Linked DNA regions of Sus scrofa: all the other regions are linked to region 1. A link is a contact called in public Hi-C and promoter capture Hi-C data. All regions are on one chromosome and are shown on one strand. The core of a region is the stretch at or near the end of the contact, and the rest is flanking DNA. Distances in the headings are between cores, read along the strand shown.

Evidence for each region. Promoter capture Hi-C pulls out the DNA fragments that hold promoters and counts their contacts. A called contact is a pair of places that touch in the nucleus more often than the background predicts.
Region 2: a contact with region 1 is called in a Hi-C map of heart right ventricle, with 2.6 times the contacts expected there. The contact joins the promoter of ZNF389 here to the promoter of LOC110261664 in region 1. A contact is called at or near these places in 1 of 5 promoter capture datasets (fetal liver) and 2 of 47 Hi-C or Micro-C datasets (embryonic fibroblasts and heart right ventricle).
Region 3: a contact with region 1 is called in a Hi-C map of skeletal muscle, with 10 times the contacts expected there. The contact joins the promoter of ZNF322 here to the promoter of LOC110261664 in region 1. A contact is called at or near these places in 3 of 5 promoter capture datasets (fetal liver, fetal skeletal muscle and liver), 1 of 47 Hi-C or Micro-C datasets (skeletal muscle) and 1 of 2 datasets of contacts at active chromatin or transcription factors (alveolar macrophages).
Region 4: a promoter capture Hi-C map of fetal liver shows a contact between it and region 1, with 2.3 times the contacts expected there. The contact joins the promoter of ZSCAN26 here to the promoter of LOC110261664 in region 1. A contact is called at or near these places in 2 of 5 promoter capture datasets (fetal liver and liver) and 1 of 47 Hi-C or Micro-C datasets (heart right ventricle).

Annotation. Positions count from the first base shown.
Region 1 is chr7:21,630,776-21,633,926 of Sscrofa11.1, forward strand. It overlaps LOC110261664 (histone H3.1), which reads right to left and starts at 1,692. Exons shown (of 1, transcript XM_021099837.1): 1 at 1,186-1,692. The coding sequence starts at 1,651. The coding sequence ends at 1,241. It overlaps LOC100622387 (histone H2A type 1), which reads right to left. Exons shown (of 1, transcript XM_003356570.4): 1 at 2,092-3,151. The coding sequence starts at 3,123. The coding sequence ends at 2,731.
Region 2 is chr7:22,005,993-22,009,127 of Sscrofa11.1, forward strand. It overlaps ZNF389 (zinc finger protein 389), which reads left to right and starts at 1,392. Exons shown (of 2, transcript NM_001145130.1): 1 at 1,392-1,440.
Region 3 is chr7:21,141,919-21,145,063 of Sscrofa11.1, forward strand. It overlaps ZNF322 (zinc finger protein 322), which reads right to left and starts at 1,486. Exons shown (of 2, transcript XM_021099814.1): 1 at 1,314-1,486.
Region 4 is chr7:22,113,483-22,116,968 of Sscrofa11.1, forward strand. It overlaps ZSCAN26 (zinc finger and SCAN domain-containing protein 26), which reads left to right and starts at 1,286. Exons shown (of 4, transcript XM_021099811.1): 1 at 1,286-1,411.

The DNA of each region.
Region 1 (3,151 bases), core at 442-2,941:
AGAACAAAAGTGAACAAGAACTCAGCTCCCTGACTTTCTACATCCTAAATAGGGGAGAGACTTAATAATCTATGCTCTGAATCCCAGTTTACCTAGTTGGCCTAGTTCCTTTTCTGTTGACTGATTCCTTTTGTAATGGAGCGCTTTGGGGCTCCTGGGCACAAAAGCTTTTCCATGTCCCCCATTTCTTGTTTTTAGGAAATGGGCCTCATTCAGCCTCCCTGGCCTTCCTTTAATTCCAAGGGGGCAGGTTCAGACCATTGCTGATCAGGGAAGAAACGGGATGCAAAGACAAGGGAGCCAGTCAAGCAACAACAGCACAGCCTTGGTGGAGTCCTGGTTCCCTCTCAAGGGATACACATAACGCTGGAGGCATCTTATACACCTAAGAGAAAATTATATTCCTTATACTTCTTTTAGAAATGAAGACTTTAAAACTGAACAGCTTGGAGCCCTTCCTTGTGCTTCTCCCTCATTGTATTGCACCCTAAATACAATCACCTGTAAGCAAAGATTAGGTACCCTGAGCACAATTGCCTGTGGCTGAAGATTATTAGCACGTGATGTATTTCAGGAACTTTCCTAATTTGCTTTAATCCCTGATTAATATATGCCCTTTTTGCAAGTATTGCACCAGGATCTTGTCAAGATCTCCTGATGCCAGGTTCTGTTATGGTCACAAAGATTCCCCCAAAGAAAGTACACCTGTTTGCCCCAATCCTGATTCCTTTCTGAAACCCTGTTTTTCTCCTTAGAGTCTATAAAACCCTCAGCAATTCTTCCCCAAGGGAGGGCAGTCTTTAGGGCAATAGCTTGCTGTGGCCTTCTTTGCCTGGTAAAATCTTAAAAGCTATTTCTTCTTCACCCAAAACTTTCTCCGCCTTTCTACTTGGCACCGGTGAAGAGAGGCCAAACTTAGCAACACTTTGTGAAATCCTTAGCTCGATTTTTCAGGGTACAAGCAAACACTGTTGCCTTTAAATTTTCAAGACTTTTAAATTTTATCTTTGAATAGTAAAGGAATCATGGTATTATATTGCCTTGGCAAATACTTAGCCTAGTTTGAGTGACAAAAAACGGCGAATCTCGCGTTAGAAACCTTTCCTCACCCCATCCCCCATTTACTAAAGACCGAAGCAAGCGTAACAGCCACTCTCAGTGAGAACAGAAAGTGGCTCTTAAAAGAGCCTTTTGGGAGGGAGAAAGCGAATACGTCCAAGGCAAATTAGGAAGGACAACTTTACGCCCTCTCCCCGCGGATGCGGCGAGCCAGCTGGATGTCCTTGGGCATGATGGTGACGCGCTTGGCGTGGATGGCGCACAGGTTGGTGTCCTCGAAGAGCCCCACCAGGTAGGCCTCGCACGCCTCCTGCAGCGCCATCACGGCCGAGCTCTGGAAGCGCAGGTCCGTCTTGAAGTCCTGCGCGATCTCGCGCACCAGCCGCTGGAACGGCAGCTTGCGGATCAGCAGCTCCGTGGACTTCTGGTAGCGCCGGATCTCGCGCAGGGCCACCGTGCCGGGCCGGTAGCGGTGCGGCTTCTTCACGCCGCCGGTGGCGGGCGCGCTCTTGCGGGCCGCCTTGGTGGCCAGCTGCTTGCGCGGCGCCTTGCCGCCGGTGGACTTGCGAGCGGTCTGCTTGGTACGAGCCATAGAGAGAGATCTGACGCCGCGAAAGAAGCAATGGAGAACTGATGCCAGGACCAGACTTTATAGTCATGATCCAATCCTGATTGGTCAGAACTGTTGCAGGAGTAACCTGATTGGTTTTTGGTCCAATCTTCGTTTGGTTCTTACTGCCTCTAAAAAGGTTTTACTTTCCGTAATGTTTTTAACTTTCTATTTTTACAGTAAGGAATTATAGCTGTACTCTCCTGTCTGAGTTTACGGTTTTCGACCCAAACGTTAAGATTTCACCAGAGGAGAAAGGGAATTTGATCCACAATTTGTGGCGGTCAGCGCCTAAATTTTTATAAAAGAAATGCATTTTCAGTGGAGACCCCCCCCTTACAGATTGATATGGGAGAAAATTAGAGCAGAATAATGTATTCATCATTTTCTCTAAAAAGTAGTTCCATTTCACTACATCAAAATCTGTTTTTAATGAATGTACCAAATAATTCAAAGTAAAGTCAATATACACTCTCGCACCTGAACACAGAACTGGGCTACAGCGTTGTGTAGGGAAGGGAGGATACTTGATGTGGGCTTGACTAAATACTAGTGATTATCTCAACTCATTAATGGGTTGTGATGCAATTAAACGGCTGATTGGACTTTAACATGTAAATTGTGTACTTATCAGCAGGCCTGAGGGAAGAGAGGTTTACACTGACTAGTGATTAGGTGTTTTCCTATAAATGCTCTTTCGAAAAGAGCTTTTGAGTGTGGAGTTTTAGTTGGCCAATGGACCACTGGGTTCCAGTGAGACAAATTTTAAAAATGGTTTAGTACATTTGCTGGAGCAAGTAATCACCCCAAATGCGTCCCGGGGAGACAATAAAGGCGGGTGAGTTCATGGGTTTGCAATTGAGTAAACTTCAAACAGGCCTCTACCTTAAAAGTCAACACGTGCCTGGTCAGTTCCAAAGGAAAACTACGTTTTTTACATATTGTAAACTTAACCAGGTATTCGTGGCAGGTTTTACAAAAGTGCTCAGTTCTTCCACAGAAATGGTGGGCGGCTCTGAAAAGAGCCTTTGTTCTTTGAGGTTGAAGTATGAATTAAGGCCTTATTTGCCCTTGGCCTTGTGGTGGCTCTCGGTCTTCTTGGGCAGCAGCACCGCCTGGATGTTGGGCAGGACGCCGCCCTGAGCGATGGTGACTTTGCCCAGCAGCTTGTTGAGCTCCTCGTCGTTGCGGATGGCCAGCTGCAAGTGGCGCGGGATGATGCGCGTCTTCTTGTTATCGCGAGCCGCGTTGCCCGCCAGCTCCAGGATCTCGGCCGTCAGGTACTCCAGCACCGCCGCCAAGTACACCGGCGCCCCAGCTCCAACCCGCTCGGCATAGTTGCCCTTGCGGAGCAGGCGGTGCACTCGGCCCACCGGGAACTGGAGCCCGGCTCGCGAGGAGCGGGTCTTGGCCTTGGCGCGAGCTTTACCTCCTTGTTTCCCACGTCCGGACATGATGTAGCAACCAGAATCTACACCAGTA
Region 2 (3,135 bases), core at 142-2,641, 370 kb after region 1:
AAGACTAACTATTCTTAAACAATCAAGATGATGCTGATCAGACCACCATATGACCAATTTCAAGATGACTGTCAGAGGTGATCATGCTGCTTCTGCCTATGAAAGCTCTTGCCTACTGATTGTCAGTGGAGGGAGTCAGACTTGGTAAAGGAGTAGCCTTCCCTCCCCCATCACCAGCCTCCGAAATAAAGCAAACTTTCCTTTCCACAGATCTTGCCTCTTTATTGGCCTTAGAGTGGTGGAGCAGCCCAACCCTTTCATAACGTTTGCTTCTATTTCCTTTTTTTTTTTTTTTTTTTTTTGTCTTTTTATTTTTTTAAGGGCCTTGCCCACGGGATATGGAAGTTCCCAGGCTAGGCGTTGAATTGGAGCTGCAGCTGCTGGCCAGAGCCACAGCCACAGCCACCACGACTCGGGATCCAAGCCACATCTGTAATCTACACCACAGCTCATGGTAATGCCAGATCATTGACCCACTAAGTGAGGCCAGGGATTGAACCTGCATCCTCATGGATACTAGTTGGGTTCATAACTCACTGAGCCACAATGGGAACTCCCAACATTTGCATCTATTTCTGAACTTTCTATTCTGTATCATTTGTATGTCTATCTCACCTACCAGTACTACACTGTTTAATTATTAAGGCTTTATAATATGTTTAAAATCCTTTAGGACAAGTGCCCCTTCATCTCCCTTCTTTTTCAGTTTGCCCAGGCAGTCTTCAACTCCAAAAATCTACTTATTAAAGATTTGAATTGTTATTTGAATAGCGCTAAATTTACAATTAATATAGGGGAGGTCTCTGGTGGCCCAGTGGTTAGGGACTTGGCTTGTCACTTTTGTGGCCCGGGTTGGATCCCTGGCCTGGGAACTTCCGAATGCTTCAGACTTGGCCAAAAAAAAACAAACAAAGCACAACAAATTAATATGGGGATTACTTTCTGAGACTTAAGCCCTCAGGAGCTATATTTGCTGGTCCCCCTGGAAGGAACTGGACTGTTACAGATCTAGGTTCAAATTTCACCTCTGCTCTTTTATTAGTTGTCCAGCTCAGAAAAGTTATCTGTTTGGTGGCATTCCCCGACGGTTGTGGATGTTCCCAGACCACTGACCAGAGCAACAGCGACAATTCGGGATCCTTAACCTGCTGAGCCACCAGGAAACTCTTCGGGTTTCTTATATATGAGAGGAGGACTGTAACGTCTGCTCTGCAGGATTAAGGGAGGTAAAAAACCTAAAATGCCTTCTGGGTAAATAGAACCCTTTCCTCTCTCCTTTCAGGTCGTCGGCTCACGAACCACCGAACCACCGAGAGGGAAGCCTCCAGGATCCTAGAGCGACCACCAGGTGCCGGGGGGCGGGGTTCCGCGGAAGTCGACCTCTGCAGGCCAGTGCAGGCGTTAAACGGACAGTGAGGTCACGAGATCACAGTTTTCCAGGTAAGTGCTCCCTCGTCTTTTCCCTCGGGTTTGGAGTGAGCGCTGGGGCGAAGAGCCACAGAGGGGGTGACTGCGCGCTGCGGCTCCTTGCCTCATGCCCCTCGATCCGGCGCCCGACCCGTGTCCTCCACCGTCTTCGCCTGCTCCTCCCTTCTCTTTTGCTCCCTTTTTCTTCCCCTTTTCTCCGCCCTCCCCCCTCTTCTGTCCCTTCCTCTGGGCCGTTGCTGTGCTAATATTGCCACCTCCCCAGAGACACCCCCCCCCCGCGCCCCCGAGTTCCCCACCTGCAGCTCAGAGGCTCGGAGGACTCACCGTCTAGCGAGTGACCCCCTTGGCTTTTCCGGCCGGGTCCCGATTTCCCGGCGCGGGAAAGGGAGGGACGGAGAGGGAGATCTTTTCTCTTGTCCCTGGGCCCTTCGCTCTCCTTTGTGTTGTTGTAATCTTGGTAGCTGAGGGACCTTTGGCAACTTTACTTAGATGTTCTTGAAATATTTTCGTTTTGCCTCAAAGAGAAAGTCAGTTTAGCTGAATGTTCTGTTCATGGAAACTCTTCTTTTGGTATCTATATTCCGTTCCGCTTCGCCCCCCATCCTTTTTCTTGAGTTTCAAAGATGAGAGCAAATGTCTTTCGCGTTGATAGCTTTTCTTCGAAATTAAAAATATTAAGGTATCTGATAACAGCTCAGAAAGGTACTTGGTACATAATTGTAGCCTTAAGATATTTTACTCAGGAAAAAAATCATTTATTTTTCTTTGTAGTTTCCTGAAGTTAGTATCAGCAGTTTGGGGCTGGGAGGGGAGTATATTAGGGAAAAGAGGGCGCATTGAGGCAGCTAACCGCAGGAAAGGCTAATTCAAGTGTGAGCAAGCTACAGAACAGAAGGGGTTTGGGTAGGACCAGCTGCTTCCATGGTAACCATGTTCCTGGACTCTAGGCTAGGGTTCATTTGCGTGTGACCTGCGCCCTGAGTGAACCTTTTTCAAACCTGATAGAACAGCATCACTCAGAAATGGTACAATTCCTAAGCCGTGGAGGGTGTAGTGTCCATGACAGTAAACCTGTGCTTGATTTGTGGGGCTTGAAACTGATTTAAGAAAATCAGAGGCTCTACTTGTTTGGGTAAAGAAGTACTGGAAGGAGTTCCCATTGTTGCGCAGCAGCAGCGAATCTGGCTAGTAACCATGAGGTTCTGGGCTTGATCCCTGGCCTGTTAAGGATCAGGCATTGCCGTGAGCTGTGTGTAGGTCACAGACACAGATCAGATCCAGCGTGGCTGTGGCTGTGGCTGTGGCATAGGCTGGTGGATACAGACCCTCCTTCCTACAGGAGGCTTGTGTTAAACTTTGGCGTTTTGTAGTTTTCTGATCCCTAGCCTGGGAACTTTCATATGCCGCAGGTGCAGCTCTAAAAAAAAGAAAAAATACTAGAAAGACGTAAGAAACTAATAAAATCGATTACCTATGGGGGTGGCAAACTCAGAGGGAATCAGGGTGGAAATAAGATCTCTCTGTATCTTTTTAGATCATTTTGACTTTTGAATTGTATATTACCTGTTCAAAAACATAGACAAATTTTTAAATAAAATTTTTATTTTATTTTTATTTTGTCTTTTGCCATTTCTTGGGCCGCTCCCGCGGCATATGGAGGTTCCCAGGCTAGGGGTTGAATCGGAGCTGTAGCTGCCAGCCTACGCC
Region 3 (3,145 bases), core at 236-2,735, 490 kb before region 1:
TCACAAATTAATTACTAAAAGCCTACTGTGAATGAGCATGCTGGAAAGCAGTAGAAAACACACTTAAATTGGCAGGAGAGAACTCAGTTTTATCACTCTGTTATCTCAAGAACTAAGAAAGGGTCATTCCCTTTTTCAGTGTATCTTTTCCCATTCCTTCTTGTCCTCTCCCAGCCTCCTCTCCCTCATTAAAAATCCACCATTTATATAGAAACATACAGCTTGATATACTACTTACCGTAACAACAGAGACTTAAGACTGTTTCCTTTTGGCTCCAAAAGGTCTCTAGACCATAACTAAGCCCAACACTCAAGTCTTCCCTCTCCTAGAGAAAAAAAAATCAATAACGTAGAAAATAATTTTTGTTATTTTCTAAAAACGAAATTTATCATTTTTCTGGAGCTAGACATCAAAAAATTGGTCCCATTTATACTCCCCGCTCTAATCAATATCCTTCGACCATAACTTACTTTTTTCTACCTTTGCTTACATTGTTTTTCTTGCAAGAAGTACCTGACACTAGCAGCCATCGATCCCTTCGCAAACAGCTCCCAACATCCAGAACCCTTCTGAGTAAGGACTAACTTTAATTTCATAGTAAAGCCCTGAGTCCTGTTCTACTTGTTCTAATTTTTCTTCTCCGTAAAGTGTATTACCGCAACTTCTGAGGTCAATGACCCTTGTTCTACCACTATAAACCTCAACATGCAGTTGATAAGTGCATAAGATACAAAATTATATATAACGCCGTTTCCAAAAATGGTCATTCGAGTAATCAAACCAGATTCCCTGCATACAGATTCGACTGCAACATGACCAATTTGCATTAAAGATGCGGGTGGGCGGTGGGTGGGGAACTCCATTCAACGTCCATAGGGGCTTTTTCCCCCAAAATAAAAGACACAGATCGCTTAGAAAACTGTCTGGCAGTGTTTACTATTATTATCTTCAGGAACGATAGTACTAAGCTTCTCTTCTTTCAACTTTTCATTGACCACCTTTCAGTCCGCCGTCAGGGGGTTCCCAGACCCCACAGGGTCGCGAGCAACGGGGGCTGCTCCTACGAGGCAGAGGCCTGGGGGGGGGGGGTGTCTCCGGTCCCGCTGGACTCCTGCCCCATCCCTGGCTCCGCAGGCCATGCCCCTCCCAGGCCCCGCGGGCCGCGCTTACCCCAGCAGCAGCGGCACCGCCCCTCCGCCTGGAACGGCACTTCCGGTTACTCTCCGGACACTCGGATTTGGGCTTCCCGGCGGCCGCAAACTGCGGGCAGTGAATCTAAGGGCCCACCTTCGGGAAAAGAAGGAAAGCAAACCTGTGAGGCCAACGAGAGCCAGAAGCAGCTCCCTTTGCGCGGCTCGGCGAGAGCAGTTGGGGCCAGGCCATCCAGTGGGCGCTTTCAGGGCCGACAAGGCGAGCTACCCTTGTCCTTTCAGCCTGGCCGGGAAGCTGCAGGCGCAGCCCCGCCCCCGCGAATCACATGATCATCCCTGGTTCAGCAACTAGGGCTCTCCACCCCCGGCCTCTGGGCCAATAGGGGCCGAGCCTCTGGAACAGGGGCGGGGCCCCGGGGCGCCTGCGCTCCCGGGCCCTTACTGTTTCCGGGCGGAGCGGGCCAGGACTTTACTTAGGGGTTCTTTCTGACGCGGCGAATGTCCGCGATTGACGAGAGGTCCTCGCTGCCAACTTGTCTAAGGAGAAGCAAAGCTGTTTAATATTAGTTGCCGACTTCTGTTTCCTCAAGGCTGCTGAATGAGGTTTCGAAGCAGGAGTAGCGTCAAAAGAGATGGATGTCGCCGACCCTGAGGAAAACACCCCGAAGGATCTGGAAGAAATAGAGGATCCCAAAGCACAGTGGAAGCGCACTGTCACCGAAGATGTGGCCAGAGAGATGGATGAAATGCTTTAAAAGGGGGGTGGTGTTGTCTTTGTGTGGGTGGAGAAAACTGCGGAGGAGGATAGGACTGCTCTGATAGTAAGAGGTTTCTCAGCCATTTCTGATTGTGTTTCTGGGCTAGAATCATCTTAAGTAATATCCTGAGTTTGGGTTGTAGCAGAAATGAGGTTTCCTTCAGAATGAAGTAAATATATAAACATATGTATGTATATATAAAAATACCTCCTACTGTTCAATCTTTCAATGAAAAAAGAAGTTTCCTAAAAGCCCTCAGACATCAAAAGGAAAGGATGAGTATGAGAAATGTAGAGGGCTGAAGCCTGGATAATGTGACCAAGGTCTTGGATTGGGAAGAAAAAACTTGAGGTTAGGGAATGGTGAGGGTCTTAACAGTTATATAGTTAATTCATATGGGTTAATGAGTTAAATCACGATTAACTAATCATGTTCCTAATTCTGGAATTCTTTCCCAGAGGATCTGCACCTTAGTTTTATGTTTGTTTTTAATGAAAATTTCCAAGTAGGCCCAAAATATTCTATCCAGAGCCATTTTAATACTTGGAATAATTTTAATACTTTAGAGTATATGTTCCAGACATTGTTCTCTGCATTTTCCATATATTATCTAACTTATAACAAATTCTATGAGATGTTTATTATTTTTATCTTAGGAGAAAACTGGTGCAGGAAGAGATTAACTTACTCAAAATCACACATTTATTAACTAGTGAATCTGAAATTTTGAACAGTCCCACCAGAGCTCATGCTTGCTATCATTGTACAAATATGGCTACATCAAGAGTGGTGACTGTATTGTAGAAATGTACTGAAACAAGAATTAAGTGAACTGAGTTCTGATCCCTGCACTGCATATAAGAAAGTATCAGTAAGTGTTGAACTGTTCAGCTTTTTCCTTAAAGATACACTGACCTGAGCAAAGTGTTCATTAGATTCATTGTGGTATTCACTCAACAAATGTTTATTGAGTGCTTCCAATTCACCTGACATCATGCTGAGTATTAGGAATTTAAGGCAGGAAAGACGCAATCCTATTCCTCTATTGGTTCACAACCTGCTGTGGAGACAGCAGGTATCATAAATGGTGTGGTAGAGGTGAAAGTTGCATTAGGTAGTGTGGAAGCAGAGAAAAGGAGCATTTGTTTGAGAGTGGGTCAGACATGACTCTGTAGAACATGGGGCATGAGGTGAAGCTTGAAGGAATAGAAGTAAGTAGTTGAAGATGGGACTGG
Region 4 (3,486 bases), core at 36-2,535, 480 kb after region 1:
TTAATTTCTCATTAGTAAAATATTTGTATTGACTGGATTTGTTAGCCTAGGGAAATTTTTTTAAGTAAATATATATTACTTTAACTTTTAAATGGTATTTTCAAACTTCTGACACTCAAGAATAACCCCCCTTCTGATAATGGAATTTTTTTTTTTCCTATGATCTTTTCGGTCTTGAACACACTATAAACCTTGTCATAAAACAATGGTTAGTATAGTATTGTTTCAAAATCATCAGCTGATTAAACCAAAGTTTTTCAGATTTTTAAAAGGGTTAATTTTGTTCAGAAAGTATAAAAATACAGTTTGTGATGAGGTGGGCAAAATGGAGTATTTCTGTTTTTTTCTGCAGACTTTATTTTGGTAGTGATATCTGATGTCCAGCACACCCCACCCCCAGCCCACTTATACAGCAGAGACTAATCTGATTATTCTCTCCCATAGTAATAGACTGTAACAAAGGAGGACCCTATGGGGCCTTCCTGGAACATACACCTGCCCCGGTGTCCTCTGCTGTAACTTCTCTCTGAAGTACCTAGATAATAGTCTCTGATGAACTCTTTCTAAGTTGTTTTACAGGTGCTAAAATTACCACCAAATGGGAGAAATTAACTACTTGATGGTCATGAGCTCCCAGACCTACAGGTTCCTAAGGACTAATAACTGTTGATGCCCTGTTACCTCAACATCAACCAGTCAGAGAATTGTGCTCCAGCTGATCACGTACAAAAGAGCCCACTTTCCTTACCTGGTTTTTAAAAATGCTTTGCTGAAACCCTTTGGGGAGATCCGGGTGTTTTGAGCACAAGCCTCTCCCTGCAATAAGCATTTTCCTGCTCCAAACTGTGATGCTTTGGTTGTGTGTCTGGCACACGAACTTGCGTTTGGTAACAATTCTTAATTTTTTTATTACTTTAAACATTTCAATCCAAATAGATGTTCATTGTTCAATTGAATCTTCAAAATACTTAAATATTTATTTTTGCCACTGTATCTGATGACTTTCTATATTGGGGAGAAATGATAAAAATATGTGCCTATGTTTTAAATATGTGGGTGGGAAAAGTGGAATGCTGGCTGTTTGTAATAATACTAAAGTGACCTGGCCTGTTTTTACACGAATAAAATAAATTTCGGTTTAAAAAAATAATAAAAAAAAAAAAATCTAAGTTCTCGCCGGCACTCCCCTTCCAGCCTCAAGGCTGGGAGAACATCCAACCAACGCGGGGAGCCTGGCCTCCTTAAGCGAGGCGAGAGCAGGAGGACCACAGAGCCGCGGTCCTCCGGAATTCCTAGAGCGGACGCTCAGGTGCGCCGTGGTGCGAGGGCGGAGCTAAGATGCGCCGCTCAGCAAAGAGATAAGACCGTGGTTCTTTAGAGCGTGTGGCTGTTCCTGCGGGTCCTTGGAGAGGTGAGTGGTGACTGTGCTCCAGGTTGGGGAGGAACGGCGGCCGGTGGGCTGGGGAACATCTGATTTGACTGAGGTTGGGGGTCCAGAGAAGCCTTACCCGGCGGAAGGGTTGTGTGGACTGGGGGCGTGTGTGGAGGCGGGCGGGGGTGTCAATCCTGCGGCCTAGGAAAGGGGTGAAGCTGTGGATGTAGTTTCAGGGCACAACCTTCTGCTAAATATTTTTCATCCATTGAGCTCAGTTTTAAATATGTAGTAAGATAAGTCTTAGATGGTAGCATTTGAACAGAAACCTGAGGGAGGTTACAAGACCTATGTAGCCTTTGGGGGCACGAACTTTCTAGGCAGGGGGAGTAGCAAGTGCAAAGGCCCTAAAGCAGGAGCTTGCTTAACATGTTCAAGGGATAGCACGGAGACCCGAGTGGTTGGAGCACAGTGAATAAGAGGGAAGTGTGTAGAGGATGATATCAGAGACTGGGGGGTAGGGTGGCAGGAGGCGTGTAGAAAAAGTACGTATTTTGTTGTGTAAGAAATTTGGTCATTTCTTGCTGCGAAGAGTTTTCGGAAGATTTTGAGCAGAGGAGGAACATCTGACCTGTTTAAAAGCATCTGCAGCTGGGAACTCATCAGGCTATAAAACTGTAGCGGGGGCGGACAAGAATGGAATCAGGTGATTCCCAGGCAGAAAAAAGCTCATGTCCCAGTTTGAAGGCTTTCAAGCAAGGAGAATTCTTTCTTACTTAGGGAATAATTAGCCTTTTTGTTCTATTCTGGCCTTCAACTGGTTGGATGAAGCCCACTCCTTTCAGAGAGGCTGATCTGCTTTACCCAGTCAACTAATGTAAATGTTAATCTTATCCAAAAACACCCTTCCAGAAACACCCAGAGTAATGTTTGGCCAGATATCTCGGTACCCAGTGGCCCAGTCAAGTTTCACATAAAATTAACCACCATAATACCAAATGTTAATTTTCTGGCAAACAGCCATTACTTTCGTGGACTTTTTTTTTTTTTTACACACTTCCATTAAGAATACAGTTGACCCTTGAACAACACGGGAATTAGGACTCCTATCCCAGGGCATTCGAAGATTACATTGGACTCTCTCTATTCCGGGGGCAAATTTGCAGATTCATCCATCATCAGTTTGTGTAGTACTGTACTACATAGTTATTGGGAAAAAAAAATCCACATGGACCTGCACATTTCAAACTGGTGTTGTTCAAAGGTCAACTGCGGCAGGGTTGGCTTTTTGAATTTTAAGTCTTTTTTTTTTTTTTTTTTTTTTTTTTTAACGGCCACACCTGCAGCATATGGAAATTCCTGGGTCAGAGATTGAATCTGGGGCACAGCTGCGACCTATACCACAGCTCTGGCAATGCCGAATACTTTAACCCACTGTGCTGGGCCAGGAGATTGCTGGCCCTCAGCAGTGACCTGAGCTACTTCAATCAGATTCTTAACCCACTTTGCCACATTGGGAACTCCTTAGGTCCATTTTTTACAAAGAAAAATAAATATCGGTGATACTGTATACACATCCAGGAATATATAACAGCAAGTTGTATTTGGAGCCTAATTGGGCAGAGCCACTAATTGAGTGAGCCTCATGGATATTGGTTCAGAAGTGTGTATCAATAGTCAGCAGACACAATTTCACCGATCTTTAGGGTCACTCAAGAGTAGTCAAAATCAAGAATGCTAAGTCCACGTATACCGAGAGCCTATTTCAAAGGATGGTGTAATTCTGAGTTCATTTTTGACATGTTTGGTTTGAGAGGCTTTTTTAGGGTATCTAGGTACCAGATAGCCAAAAGGAAATACAGATCTGGCAGTATTGAGATAATCTGGGCTGAAAAATAAGGAGGACATCCACATAAACATACCTGTCCTCTACATTACCCCCCTCCAGCTTATGTCCTATGCCTCTCCTTCCTTTCAATGTCCTATCTTTTAAAAGATTAAATTTTTGCCTACTTTTGGCGTTTTCTCATTTTCCTGTGTCAAGGTGACTGTTTTCCCTATCCCTAGACCAGAATTGCCTTCGCAGCAGTGCAATGACCTCTGCGTTTTTTAAC